Regions from separate parts of the Sus scrofa genome. Here region 2 is linked to region 1. A link is a contact called in public Hi-C data. All regions are on one chromosome and are shown on one strand. The core of a region is the stretch at or near the end of the contact, and the rest is flanking DNA. Distances in the headings are between cores, read along the strand shown. Region 1 holds the start of JKAMP (JNK1/MAPK8-associated membrane protein). Region 2 has its middle 540 kb from the start of BNC2.

What was found. Hi-C and Micro-C count contacts between places; a contact is called where the count stands out from the background.
Region 2: a Hi-C map of omental adipose tissue shows a contact between it and region 1, with 12 times the contacts expected there. The contact joins the enhancer-like site here to the promoter of JKAMP in region 1. A contact is called at or near these places in 4 of 47 Hi-C or Micro-C datasets (mesenteric adipose tissue, omental adipose tissue, retroperitoneal adipose tissue and 1 more).

What each region holds. Positions count from the first base shown.
Region 1 is chr1:188,595,228-188,601,366 of Sscrofa11.1, forward strand. JKAMP (JNK1/MAPK8-associated membrane protein) reads left to right here and starts at 3,229. Exons shown (of 7, transcript XM_021102711.1): 1 at 3,229-3,370; 2 at 5,359-5,450; 3 at 5,995-6,139. The coding sequence starts at 3,367. All of the region lies in intron 4 of L3HYPDH (trans-3-hydroxy-L-proline dehydratase), which reads right to left.
Region 2 is chr1:206,465,310-206,471,448 of Sscrofa11.1, forward strand. No RefSeq gene overlaps it. Among named protein-coding and RNA genes, the nearest start is that of BNC2, 540 kb to the left of the region's middle. Within about 2 kb of position 2,857, at least 4 of the 83 cell types and tissues checked have an H3K27ac peak or open chromatin away from gene starts, as enhancers often do. A contact at or near this core is called in omental adipose tissue, where this site is marked.

The DNA of each region.
Region 1 (6,139 bases), core at 1,979-4,478:
TTTTAGGCCCATTCCTGCAGTATATGGAGGTTCCCAGGCTAGAGGTCAAATCAGAGCTACAGCTGCCAGTCTACACCACAGCCACAGCCACACGAGATCTGAGCTGCATCTGTGACCTACACCACAGCTTACAGCAACGCCGGATCATTAGCCCACTGAGCAAGGCCAGGGATCAAACCTGCAACCTCATGGTTCCTAGTTGGATTCATTTCCGCTTCGAAACGGGAACTCCTCATCTCTCTATTTTTAACTTAGTGAGGTTTGCATAAGTTTTAGAACGAGTGCCATGTTTTCCTAAATCATACTTACATATTTTGTTAACTAATCTGAGGATCTTTTCTAGAAAACATCATAGAGGCAGAGAGAGAGAAAACCCTGGGACATGAACATGTGAAAACTACAAAGAAAATGTAGGTCCCTTCTCATACTATTGGGAATGGTTTAAAACAATAAGGATTTTGGAGTCTATTCACAAAGTGGTCTTCTTCAGCTGTAATGTTATATACTCTCTCTCTATATATATATGTTATATATACTTATCTACTATATGTTATATACACTTATTTATCTAGATATTTTCATGTCATGAAAGTATCCTGCAGGCGAATACCAAGAATAAAGTTATTGTAGCTTTGCATCAGGGTTTTTATTTGTGGGTATTTTATACCTCTGACATACCCAAAGTTTCTCCTGAAATGCTGTTATTTGAAATCCTAAATTTGTATTTCCAAAGGGATGGGACTTGGGGACATTAAAACTGTTTTATCCCTCCCCTACTTCCTCCCCAATTCAAGTGGGCTTGGTGATCACAGCCTCTGGGGGAGGCACAGGGCAGGGGAAAAAGCAGGTCTTTATGCTTTTGTTTTATAGAAACTTAAGCTATCGGGGGAGGTGACTGTTTGGCAAAGGAGTGTCCCAAAGGGAGAATATTTCTCCTGGTCAACAGAGAAACTACCTCTGGACCAAGAAAAGAGGCTGAAGGTTCTGAGTGCAGAGGACCTGTGTGGACTTTCCCAGGGCACCTTAAGGAGGCTAAGGGGTGTGGCAGAGACAGCAAGGAGAAGCAGGAGGCAGAGGACAGGGCAGGTCACATGGCCAAGGGAGATGCGGTTTTGCTGGCTTACCCTGCAGGCTGTTAAGGCCCTCCTTTCCAAGACTTGGCACCTTTGAGAAACCTTTGCTCACGCATACATCAGAAAAGGGGGCAGCACGTGGAGCAATGAGACTAAGTCAACCAACAGGGTAGAGTGGGGTCTTGAATTCAGAAATTAAGTTGTCCGCCAGAGCCACAGCAACTCGGGATCCAAGATGTGTCTGAGATCTACACCAGAGCTCACGGCAACTCCAGATCCTTAACTCACCGAGCGAGCCCAGGGATTGAACCCGAAACCTCACGGATACTAGTTGGTTCGGTAACTGCTGAGCCACAATGGGAACTCCCCAAAGTGGTATTCTTTATCAACTTGTGTGATTCAGCAGCCTGAGGTTGCTATAAGACTCAAATGCCTGGGCTAACACTGCATCATTCATAGCAGTCATAATCAGGCTAATCTGGAATTCAAATCCAAGAGGAAGATCAAGATCAAATTAACAGAAGGATGTGCATGGCCTGAAGACTCTGGAGAAAAGGAATGATACCCCTATTCCTGGACTAAATCAGCTTCCAGCTCACTTCAGTCAGACTACTAACGCATCCTCAGTGACAGAATTCAGCCTTTACTCATAGAATTTGTAGGAATCTCCCTCTTTGTAAGGATTACAGGCATAGACACTCCATTTCACATGACATTCAGGCTCTGTACCACAGAAACCACCAAAACCTTTGAAAGGCTCTGCACACCTAGAGAACTAGCAACCCTAAATATTCTGCAGTCTTTCTGTCTCTAAGAAAATATATATTTTTTAAAATTCTAAGTTCCTTGTATATACTCTCATTAAACCCTCACAAAAAAAACCTCAGTGAGTTAACAAACGAGGACACAACAGGCACAGAGAAGTAATTTGACAAAGGCTGACAACTTTAAGGAGGTATAAGGATTTGGACCCAGGCAACGTCTGTTTCTATTCTAAAGGCAACGTCCATATCTTCTTGAAAAGATTTGATTCTTTAATTCTTCCCTTAAGAAGTGGGCAAAACACTTTTTGCAGACGAGTTTTAGTAACTTGTGTCTACTAACTTGTCTGGGGGTAATAACATGTTAGCAAGCAAATTCTGAGCCAGCTTGGAGCCCCGGTAGGTCGGCTGTTTTTTGTACTTTCCTTGACCCTAGTGGACCTTGCTTCATCCAACTGTGAAATCTCTAGGAATGTCTGACGAGTGGGGAACTAGGCGCTGAGTAAGGGAAACACGGAATTCTGCACTCCTCAAGGCTCTCCCCAAACCACAGGTGGACAGATCTGCAGGATAATCAAATTGCATGCACTACACAAATTCGCAAGGCTAAGATGCTGTCACACATTTGCAGTGATTTAGGATTACCTTCTTACTGATTGCAAAGGCTTGTGGAGTGGGTTAGTTGTGCTGCGTGCGTGAGTTCCAGCCTAGAGAGAGTTAATGTAATTAGTTGGGTCCAGGGCTGCAGGGCTGGAAGAGTCCTACGGGTTACCTGTGGCCAGCGCAAAGGCTGGGACGCTGTGGAAGCGCACCGGGCCGCGACTGCGGCCGCCCTCGCACTCCACGAAGGCGGTCACCAGCCCGCACGGGCAGTGGATGTTGACGAGGGCCTCGCGGGCGCCGGTCGGGGGCGCCGACACGAGGCCATAGTCGAGCGCGAAGCGGCCCAGCGCCAGCACTGCGTGGCCACACATGGAGCTGTAGCCCTCGTTGTGCAGAAACAGGACGCCTAGGTGCGCTTCCGGCAGCTCGCTGGGCACCAGCACAGCTCCGTACATGTCCCTGTGCCCCCGGGGTTCAAACATAAGCCGTCGCCGCACGTAGTCAAGGTGCTGGCGCATGTAGCGCCGCTTGGCCAGCAGTGTGGGTCCAGCCACCTCCGGACACCCCGCTAGCACGATTCGCAGGGGTTCGCCGCCCGTGTGCATGTCCACAACGGACAGCGCCGGCGTCCCCGGGTCGTGCGGAGGCAGCTGAGCCACCGGCAGCCTGCTTGCCATTGTCGTCGACCGGGAGATCAACCACTACGCGACCACCGGCGCTTTAAGCCGCAGGCCCACTCGCGTCGTCCGCGCCAGGGGGGGCGGGGCCACGGAGCTTATACCAGGAAGCGCGAGGCGGGGCGGGGCTTCGGGACGGTCACCGGGTTACCAGGAGGCGGGGCCGCCGAGGCGGCTTTGGCCCGGATGTCCGGGCGCTGTGGCGGGGTTGGCTGATCCCGGAGCTTCTCCCGGGAAACCTACAAGCTGCCGATGGGTGAGTGGTCGCCGAGGTCCTGGGAAGCGTTTCATCCTAGTCCCTGCTTCTTCCCTATGCTGCCAGCTCTGGGCTCGGCCCCAGCGGGTGGCCTCCGAATAGCAGCGAATCTTTGTCCCTTGTTTCCACCCGCTGTCGGCTGGGCCGAGGTGGGATGGGGATGGGCTGCGCTGCTCACTAGCCGCAGAGGGGAGACCGACTGCAGAGGGAGAACGGCTGCCTACTGCAGGGGAAAGGCCAGACCTTTGTTGTTTGTTCAGAATGTCACTTCAGCCCCTCTGTTTCAGTCCCTTTGTTTAACATTCCTGTGGGTTGACTCGACATTTAAAGCAAGGGCGTAAGTAAGTGCAGGAAAACAGTAAAGGAAGCAGAAACTAATTGCTGCATAACTGTTGTGTCCTGCTTCAGCATCTAACGTAAGTTTTTAGGGCCCTTCACAAAGAAGCAAGACGGTTGCAAAAAAAGTCCTTTAGACCTCCTTTAATAAGGGAAATGAAAGGAAAAAATGAGCGGACCCTGGGAGCCAGGGGTTTTTTTGGTCGATGATAAGCTGTTGCTTTCAGTTTATCATACCGGTTTTCAGGCTTTGGATTTGGGAAACTTTAGATTGTTTACACCCAGATGCATTTATTAAGCATCTACTAGGTGCAAAACCAGTATAGAAGAAGTTTCCAATTCTTAACTTCTGCTGTCTTGGAAAATCTGAAACAACTCGTTTCCATCTATAAGTTTAGAACCTTATGATTACACTTGGTGTATTACGATTGATTTAAAAATAAGTTTTAAGTAAAGAAGCCTATGGATTTTTTAAGAAGTCGGCAATTGGCAAAAGTGAAAATATTAAGCTTGAGGCATTTAAGTACTATTTCTGTCTTTCTCAACAGCACACGGAGAAAGAAAGAAAAAGTCTACTTGAACTTGAAAGAAGAAAGGGTATAGTGGATCAGGCAGTCTCTAGATTGTGAATTCATGAAGAATTTCGGAAAGGGTTGTTCAAGAATAGTCATAAAATGCATAATTTCTCAAACTAGCTCACATTTGACCCCATTTGTTTGGGATTTATTCCACACTGGGGTGTAGGTTCTTTGACGGAGTGACTCTGTAGTGTTCCTGTGTGGGTATTTTGTGGTCCCTAACCTGTGGAATCAGACACTTGATGCATGTTTACTGATGAGTGAATCCATGATCAAAGGGAATCAGATGTCACTGATATATTAAAAACAAAAACAAAAACCTTCCTTCAATAACTTCTTCCTGTAGATGAGGTCAATGACAGTTTGTAGGCTCTGAGTTTTTAGGTAAAAAGGAGCCACTTTTTAGGTTCTCCAAGCCTTGACATCAGGGGTTGATTCTAAAGCAGGGGTTCCCAAGTATTGGTCAGAGGCCTACGCCACCTTGACGAAATTGTCACCTGTCCTCCACAAAAATCACCGAAGTTAGGACAATTTACTAAGCTTCTTATGAATGTATTTATTTTAAAGTCCTTACCTATGTTCTGAAATTATGTGTCCCTTCTGCTTTTCTGGTATTAAAATGTGTTCTATCACGAAGAAAGGTGATAATAGATTTCGTGTGTGTGTGTTTGTCTGTGTCAACTTAATGTCCTGACTGTGCAGAATAAAAAGTGGTGATTGATAAGTCCTTTAGTTTTAAAAAAGGGAAATTCTAGACCATCTAATCAAGGGCAGTGGCTGGCTGGAGCCACTGGAGACCAACCAAGGTAGGCTTTGAGTTCTGAGGACAGAGTGTGCTCTGCTGTTTGGGGACCTTAATTTTTAGGAACAATATTAGCTACAAGGTTCCATATGACTTTCTGCAGTGTCACAGGGTAAAAGGAAAAATTTAAATAAATGCATCAAGACTTTTGTCTAATACATATTTTTAAATTGAAACTGTCTTGAGATACTTCGGCCAAATTTTCAGCTATTACTGATTTATTTTTTATAATCACAAGAGATGTTACTATACTGGCATTTGTTTTTAAAAAGCTGTCGATATTCAACCAGCATGCCTTGGACTTTATTGTGGGAAGACCCTGTTATTTAAAAATGGCTCAACAGAAATATATGGAGAATGTGGGGTAAGTGAACATTTATATATTATTTCATTTGTGAAACCTTTTTGCTTCTGAAATATTGTCATGTAGAAACTGTTTTCTTCAATGTACTCAACTTAGAATATGGAGGCATTAATAAAATCCTTATTTGTGTTGTTATATTGGTTGTGTATAATACATCTTCTGACAGTCACAATTACTATTTTTTAATTTGATAATTTTATAATAATTTCTAATGAACTTTTCATTAATATAGTACAGTGACTTGGACTGTAAGTTAACATTTACAACTCCAGAGCATTTCTCTGCAGTTACTTTCATTGTGTGAATAACTAGGTTTTTGTTGTTCAACCATTTTGGTGACTTAATAAAGAGAGTCATTTAAGGGCATTATACAGATATAGCAAATACAGTGTAGATTGCTTTTTATTTTACTTATACTCTCTCTTAGATGCACATGTAAATAGAAGTTTAAATTGAAGTGGGATGTCAGTGAATGATTTGTGGGGGAGGCGTTAAGGTTCTAAAATAATATCTGTACATAAAATACTGTTCTTATATATTGTAGGTATGTCCAAGAGGACAGAGAACAAATGCACAGAAATATTGTCAGCCTTGCACAGAGTCTCCAGAACTGTATGACTGGCTCTATCTTGGATTTATGGCTATGCTTCCTCTTGTTTTACATTGGTTCTTCATTGAATGGTACTCGG
Region 2 (6,139 bases), core at 1,607-4,106, about 18 Mb after region 1:
CACAAGAACCCCCCCCTGCAGCCACACACACACACACACACACGGCCACTGAGGACACACTGAGAAGGCAAGCCATCTGGAAGCCAGGAAGAGAAGCCTTATCAGAATTCAATGCTGCTGGCACCCCGATCTTGGACATTTAGCCTTCAAAACTATGAGATAATAAACTTCTTTTGTTAAAGCCACTCGGTCTATTTGGTAGGGCAGCCCAAGTGGACTAATATAGTTGGCTTGTTAGGTGGCTCCTCCTATCATGCACCAGGGTGGGGACAGATGCATGGGCTAAGGGACAGGCTTTATGAGAAGGGAATTACAAGGGGTCAGGAACCGAAGGCCTGGATTCCCATTCCCCACTGTGTCTGTGGAGAGGTTTTCTGGGCTGGTGAGCATTTTCACTCCCACGTATGATTTCTGACTTTCCTGAAGGTGCCCTTTCTTCAAGGACAAGCAAGAGAAAAACTACGCCATTGGGTTCAGCAATCAGACCACCTTAGTACAATGCAGGCTGGCCTTGGGGACCAACAGTTACCAGAGTGGACTGAGGACACCAGCTCCCAGCACCTGGAGCCCTGGAGACCCATCATGATGGGCAGTTGAGTTTCCACTGGCCCTGCTCCCAGGAAATTTGGGGCTTTGGTGACAGCAAGATCGTCATCCAGGCCACTTGGAGTGGATATGGTTAGTTAATATGTATGGACTCAGGTATATTTGTTGACTGCAATCAGGGGAACAATACTCCCCTAGGACTGGGAAGCTGGTGGAAATGGGAGTCAAAGGGAGTGAGGCCAAGAGGAGGTCAAACTGAGGGACAGTGCAGGTCATCGATCAGCTGCCTTTCCTCAGCAGGGTTTCTCCTTCTTAGAACTGACTTTGGAGATTCTAGAGGTTGTTCTTATTAAAATGAGAGCAGCTTTCCTTCCAAAGGATGGATAGACGAGGGGCCAGATGTCCAGGGCAGGACTCTGAGGGACCCATGTGCCCATGGAGAGCTGAGCATCTCCAGGCCAATGAGACTTCAGGGCTCCAAATGCTCCCGAGATGACCATAGCTTCCTCTGCAGGAGGAAGAGAATGCTGAGGAGAGGAGTTGAGACATTACAGTGCTCATGTGCTCGAGGGAGGGGGTCAGAGGTGACACTCACAGCCATCAGTGCCTAAGCCTTCCAAGGTAGGTGGGATGTGCCCAGGCTATTTCCCTCCCCATTGTTGACTGCCCTTATCAAAATAGATACATCTGGTGAGCGAGGGCCTGGGATGCCAAATATATTCACCTGTTCTTGGCTCTGCTTTTTCCCCAAAGATCTTGGTCCCTGAAACAAGTACCACCTGCAGTATGTGTGTGCACCCATGATTGTACATACACATGCGTGTGTGTGCATATATGTACACATGTTTACAGTGTGCATGCCCTAGCTTTGGAGCCAATAAGAATGGAGACAGAAGGGACCTGGCTGGACGGGACCAGGCACGTCCAAAACCTCCACCTGCGGCCCCAGCTTGTCTTTGTGCCCGAGCCCAGCTGGCCGTGGTGAAGGCTCAGGTCTGGGGCTCCAGATGGCCACAGGCGCTTCTTTGCTGGTGGGTAGTGCTGTCTGGGCCCTCTGGGAGACTGCTGGGCTGCAGGGCTATGAGGGCAATGCCCAGGGCACAGCAAGCCTGCCTTCCTCCTCTGTAAACTTCTTGAGCATCTTCAGCCTCCCATCTCTCACAGACCAACTCAGAGGCTCCCCAATCAATTGTCTCTCTCTTCCGAATTCTTATAACACGTTACACCTCACTCTCAGCACCTGTCACAGACAGCCCCCTGTGACTCATGGTTACTAAACTGGGGGATGCTTGAGGACAAAGGCTCTGTCACAAGCAGTCCTCACTCTCCCAGGGGCCCAATCCCCTGCGCTGTTCAATTGAAACTGATGCTTGGATGGTGACCCTTCTCTCTTGCCATGCTCCATCACCTTCATCTAGTGCCAACCACCTGTCCTGCTCCTCTGGCTGACATCACTCATGCGGGTGTGTTCCCATCTGTGCGCTCTCTGGTGCCTAAACCATGGGCACCAGCTTTGACCACCAGTCCCTGATAGCCCTATGGGATCTGATTCCATGGGAAGGCAGTGGAGAAAGCAAAAAAAATTAAAAAATAAAAAATAAGACATGACTTTGGACAGTTTTACCCTTGCCTGTCCCTCCTCCAGCCTGGGTAATGTCTCAATGTTGGCAGATTCATCACTTCCTGATATTGTCAAACAACTTCCAGCCCAGTCTCATCCCAAAGCTTCACTTTCTCAGCCACTTTAAAGCCTCTCCCTGTTCCCGTTCCACCCTGACTCAGGGGAATGGGCTGTGGTTAGCTTCACTATGTTCCCTTCAATCTCCTTTTCTACTGACTGTGAAGCTTCTGGCTCCTCAGGGTTGGCACAGACAGAGAGGTGCGACAGAGAGCAGGAAGGTCCTTTTTGCCTGGATTATTGTAATCTGGCACTTGGGACCCCGCACTGAGGCACTCATATAAACACTGGCTCATTTTCTTGTGTTTGGGGGTCCTCCTGGGCTCCCCTGCTATGCCTTTATGTGGCTTGAGAGACACAGTCTCAAGCTGACAGCTTGTGACCTGCCCTCTCCGGCATTGTGTTCTGTGGGCCACCTCCAGCTCCTTTTTTTTTTGGTGACTGGGCCCTGGCAGGAAGCCTGCTTGGCTGGAGACCTTCCCAAGACAAAATCCAAACCTCCTGCCTTCCTAGGTGCACCTGGTCCCCAGAAAGTGGCCTGCGTCCTCGTCCTTTCTCAGCCTTCAGTGGAAGCACTGCTCTTCCCACTGTCACTTCCCTGTCCCTTGCCTCAGGCTGTCTTTATCCAGCCGCTTCTCCTTAGATGAACTCCAGGCATCAGCACAGCGTGTCCCACTCCCCAGTTTCATGTCAGGGTCCCCTCCTGGGAGGCTCCAGTTCCTCCTGTCACCAGGGCTCAGATTTCTGTGGCTCTGTATGCATCGGGCCAGAGGGGTGAGGTCACTCTCTCTGCGTGGGAAACACACACATTCTGTACCTGTGATCTTCTCCAAGCCCCCTGGTCAACCTGGAGCTGGGGGAAGTCCCCTCTCCCTGCCTGAGGATCAAGGGGCTCAGAGTGGACTCACAGACAACTCCAGCTCTGCGGAAATTCTCATCAGTCTCTACTGATCAATCCTCTTCCAGCCTGAGGGAAGGGCGGGCCTTAGGGACCAGCTTCCCAAATTTTTTGTCTGACTACCTCCTAAAATGATTTTGCAAAACCATGAAGCCTTTCAAGTATCTTTAAGCATTTTAACAGCTTTTATTTTTAAGCACTTAAGACTGACATCTAAAATGTCCCATCATGGAGTTCCAGTCATGGTTCAGCGGTTAATGAACCTGGCTAGTATCCATGAGGATGTGGATCCCTGGCCTTGCTCAGTGGGTTAAGGATCCGGTGTTGCTGTGAGCTGTGGTGTTGGTTGCAGACATGGTTTGGATCCCACATTGCTGTAGCTGTGGTGTAGGTGGGCAGCTACAGCTCCGATTCAACCCCTAGCCTGGGAACTTCCATATGCCGCAGGTGCAGCCCTAAAAAGATGAAGAAAAAAAAAAAAAAAAAAGAATGTCCCATCAGAAGGTGAAACAGTGACAACGGACAAGATTTCTGGTGTATTGAACATGATATATGTACTTTAAATATTTGTTCATCAAATCCTTGAATGGAGTTTCCTGTCATGGCGCAGCGGAAAAGATTCTGACTAGGAACCATGAGGTTGCGGGTTTGATTCCTAGCCTAGCTCAGTGGGTTAAGGATCCGGTGTTGCTGTGAGCTGTGGTGTAGGTCGCAGATGCGGCTAGGATCTGGCATTGCTATGGCTCTGGAGTAGGCTGGCAGCTGTAGCTCTGATTGGAACCCTAGCCTGGGAACCTCCATATGCCGTGAGTGTGGCCCTGAAAAGACAAAAGACAAATAAAAAAAAAACCTTGAAGCTGCAGATCTAGGTGATTTAGTTTATGGAAAGCAGCCACCATATAATGTAATTTGGCAAAAACTAAACAGCTAGATCAGAACTTTTCATAAAAAAAGGGAAATTCTGATTTCATTTTTCAGTTCAAATATATAAGTTAATGTGTACCGGGAACATATGCATTTCTTATGCCAAGATGGACTCGTGGTCAGCGAGAAAGCATAGGGTTTGTGGTGACTTGTCACTTGCAGGGCCCATTCCTGGCTTAGCTTTTTCCTGGAATCTTTCTCGCAGTCCTGTGTTTGGCCCTCTGAGGATTTAACATCCTGAGAAGATGCACCACAGCCAGATTCAGGATGGGCAAGGCCTTTCTTTGTTTTGTGGGAAACTGGAAAGCACCCGTGTACACTCAGCTACGTTGGTTTTAGGAAAGAATGCTTAAGACGGAGGGGCTGGAAAGTGATGTCTTCAAAGCTGTCAGTGCCTCCGTATTCTTGGAAGGGTTCCACAGGTCCCCAGGGACACCCCACTGGAAGAGAGCTGGGCTCACGGTGACTCTGTCTTTTGTGGTCACCCACAGAAGTGCTGCAATAGCTGGTTGCCCATTAGCATGTGGGTGCATTAACACCCTTTGTCTCAGACTCGAGGTCTCATCTGAGACAGGAACGATGGGCAAGAGGTGTGCGAGCACCTTGCTCGGCTCAGGCAGGGAGGGCCCTCAGTGCCCTGTGGGGGGGTCTGTGACCAGAGTCTGATATTGGCGGTGAGTCAGCCCCCACCATCCCTGCTGCCACAGTCCCTGCCTGCTGCCCCGCCCTGTGTGGGAAGGGGCGTGACGGGGAATTCTGGGCTGAGCCACCACGTCCGTGTGGTCAGGGCTTTAGAGTGGGTGGTGGTGGGAGACACAGCTGGCCGGCAGGGGCTGGGGGACGCCTCTGGGGGATGAGGCCTGGGCCAGGGCAGAGTGTGTCAGCCAAATGGAATCCCTGAGGCCCCATTTTCAAAGCCATTTGTGAGGCTGAGCTATTCCTTTGTCTGTGTCTAAGGACCCCCCACTCTAGGGCGCAGCCTGGGAAAGGGTGTGCAGTCAGGGCCAGTGTGGCCTCCAGAAGCAGCCGAAGTAGAAGCGGCAGCTGTTCTGTGCTGAGCCTCCAAGGAATCAGCCTCTCTGGCTCATGACCAACCTCCTGCTGGAGTTGGCCTCTGCCTGGGTGGTGAGCTTGCAGGACACAGAGATGTGCTCGGTCCAAATATCTCCCACACCAGCCTGTCATGGTGCCTGATGGGCCACCGTGGGAGAGAGACAGAGACAGAAGAGAGATACACACAGACACAGAAAGAGAGGGCGGACAGCTGTGGGAGCTGGCATGTATCGCTCCCCTCCTTCACTCCTCAAGACTGTGACAAGATGACGCAGAGTGAGCCCACTAGCCTCTGCAAGCCTCAGTTTTTTCTCAGTAAAATGGGGACAGAGTTAAGGGCCAAGAGGACCTGATGGGATGGAGAATGTGGAAGAACCTCGCCCACAGCAAGTGGCCAGGAGGGCCTTGTTTTGGAGGCAGAGAGGTCCACCATGTCCTGGCCTCTCCAGCTCACACACATTCTGAGTACTGACCTTTGACCCTCCTGACCACAGCTGATTGTGCCCACTGTGTCCCCTCTCCCCAGGGGCCAACCCACAGGCTGTCCTGAAACAGTCAAATGTGCTTTCGTGGGATTCTGGGTGAAGCAGATGGAGGCGGAGGGCTCCAGAAGCAGCACTGTGGGAAGAGCAGAGAACTGGAGGGGCAGCCTGAGACCTCTGATGCCAAGGCCCAGCCCCCCAGTGCCCGCAATCAGGTGCCAGCCCATACCTGGACTAAGGCAGTCATGATCAAACTTCAGTGAGGGACTTATTACAATGCAGGTTCCTGGGCCTCCCCCTGAAGAATGAGGGGGACAGGCTGTGTGGACCTGAGGCCTGGCATCAGAGCCCAGGGAGATGGTCCAGGTCACTTTGAAGCACACTCTGCCTCAAACCCCTCACCTCCCAGGCATTTTCCTTAGGCCGATCCTATGGAGGCCTGGGAAGAGACAGATTAACCTTGGTGAGGCTGGCTTCCCCAAATCACACTCCCCAGAAGGCAGCATCTTAAAACAGATCCCACCCTGAAGGGGGACCAAGGCTCTGGGGACACAAGAC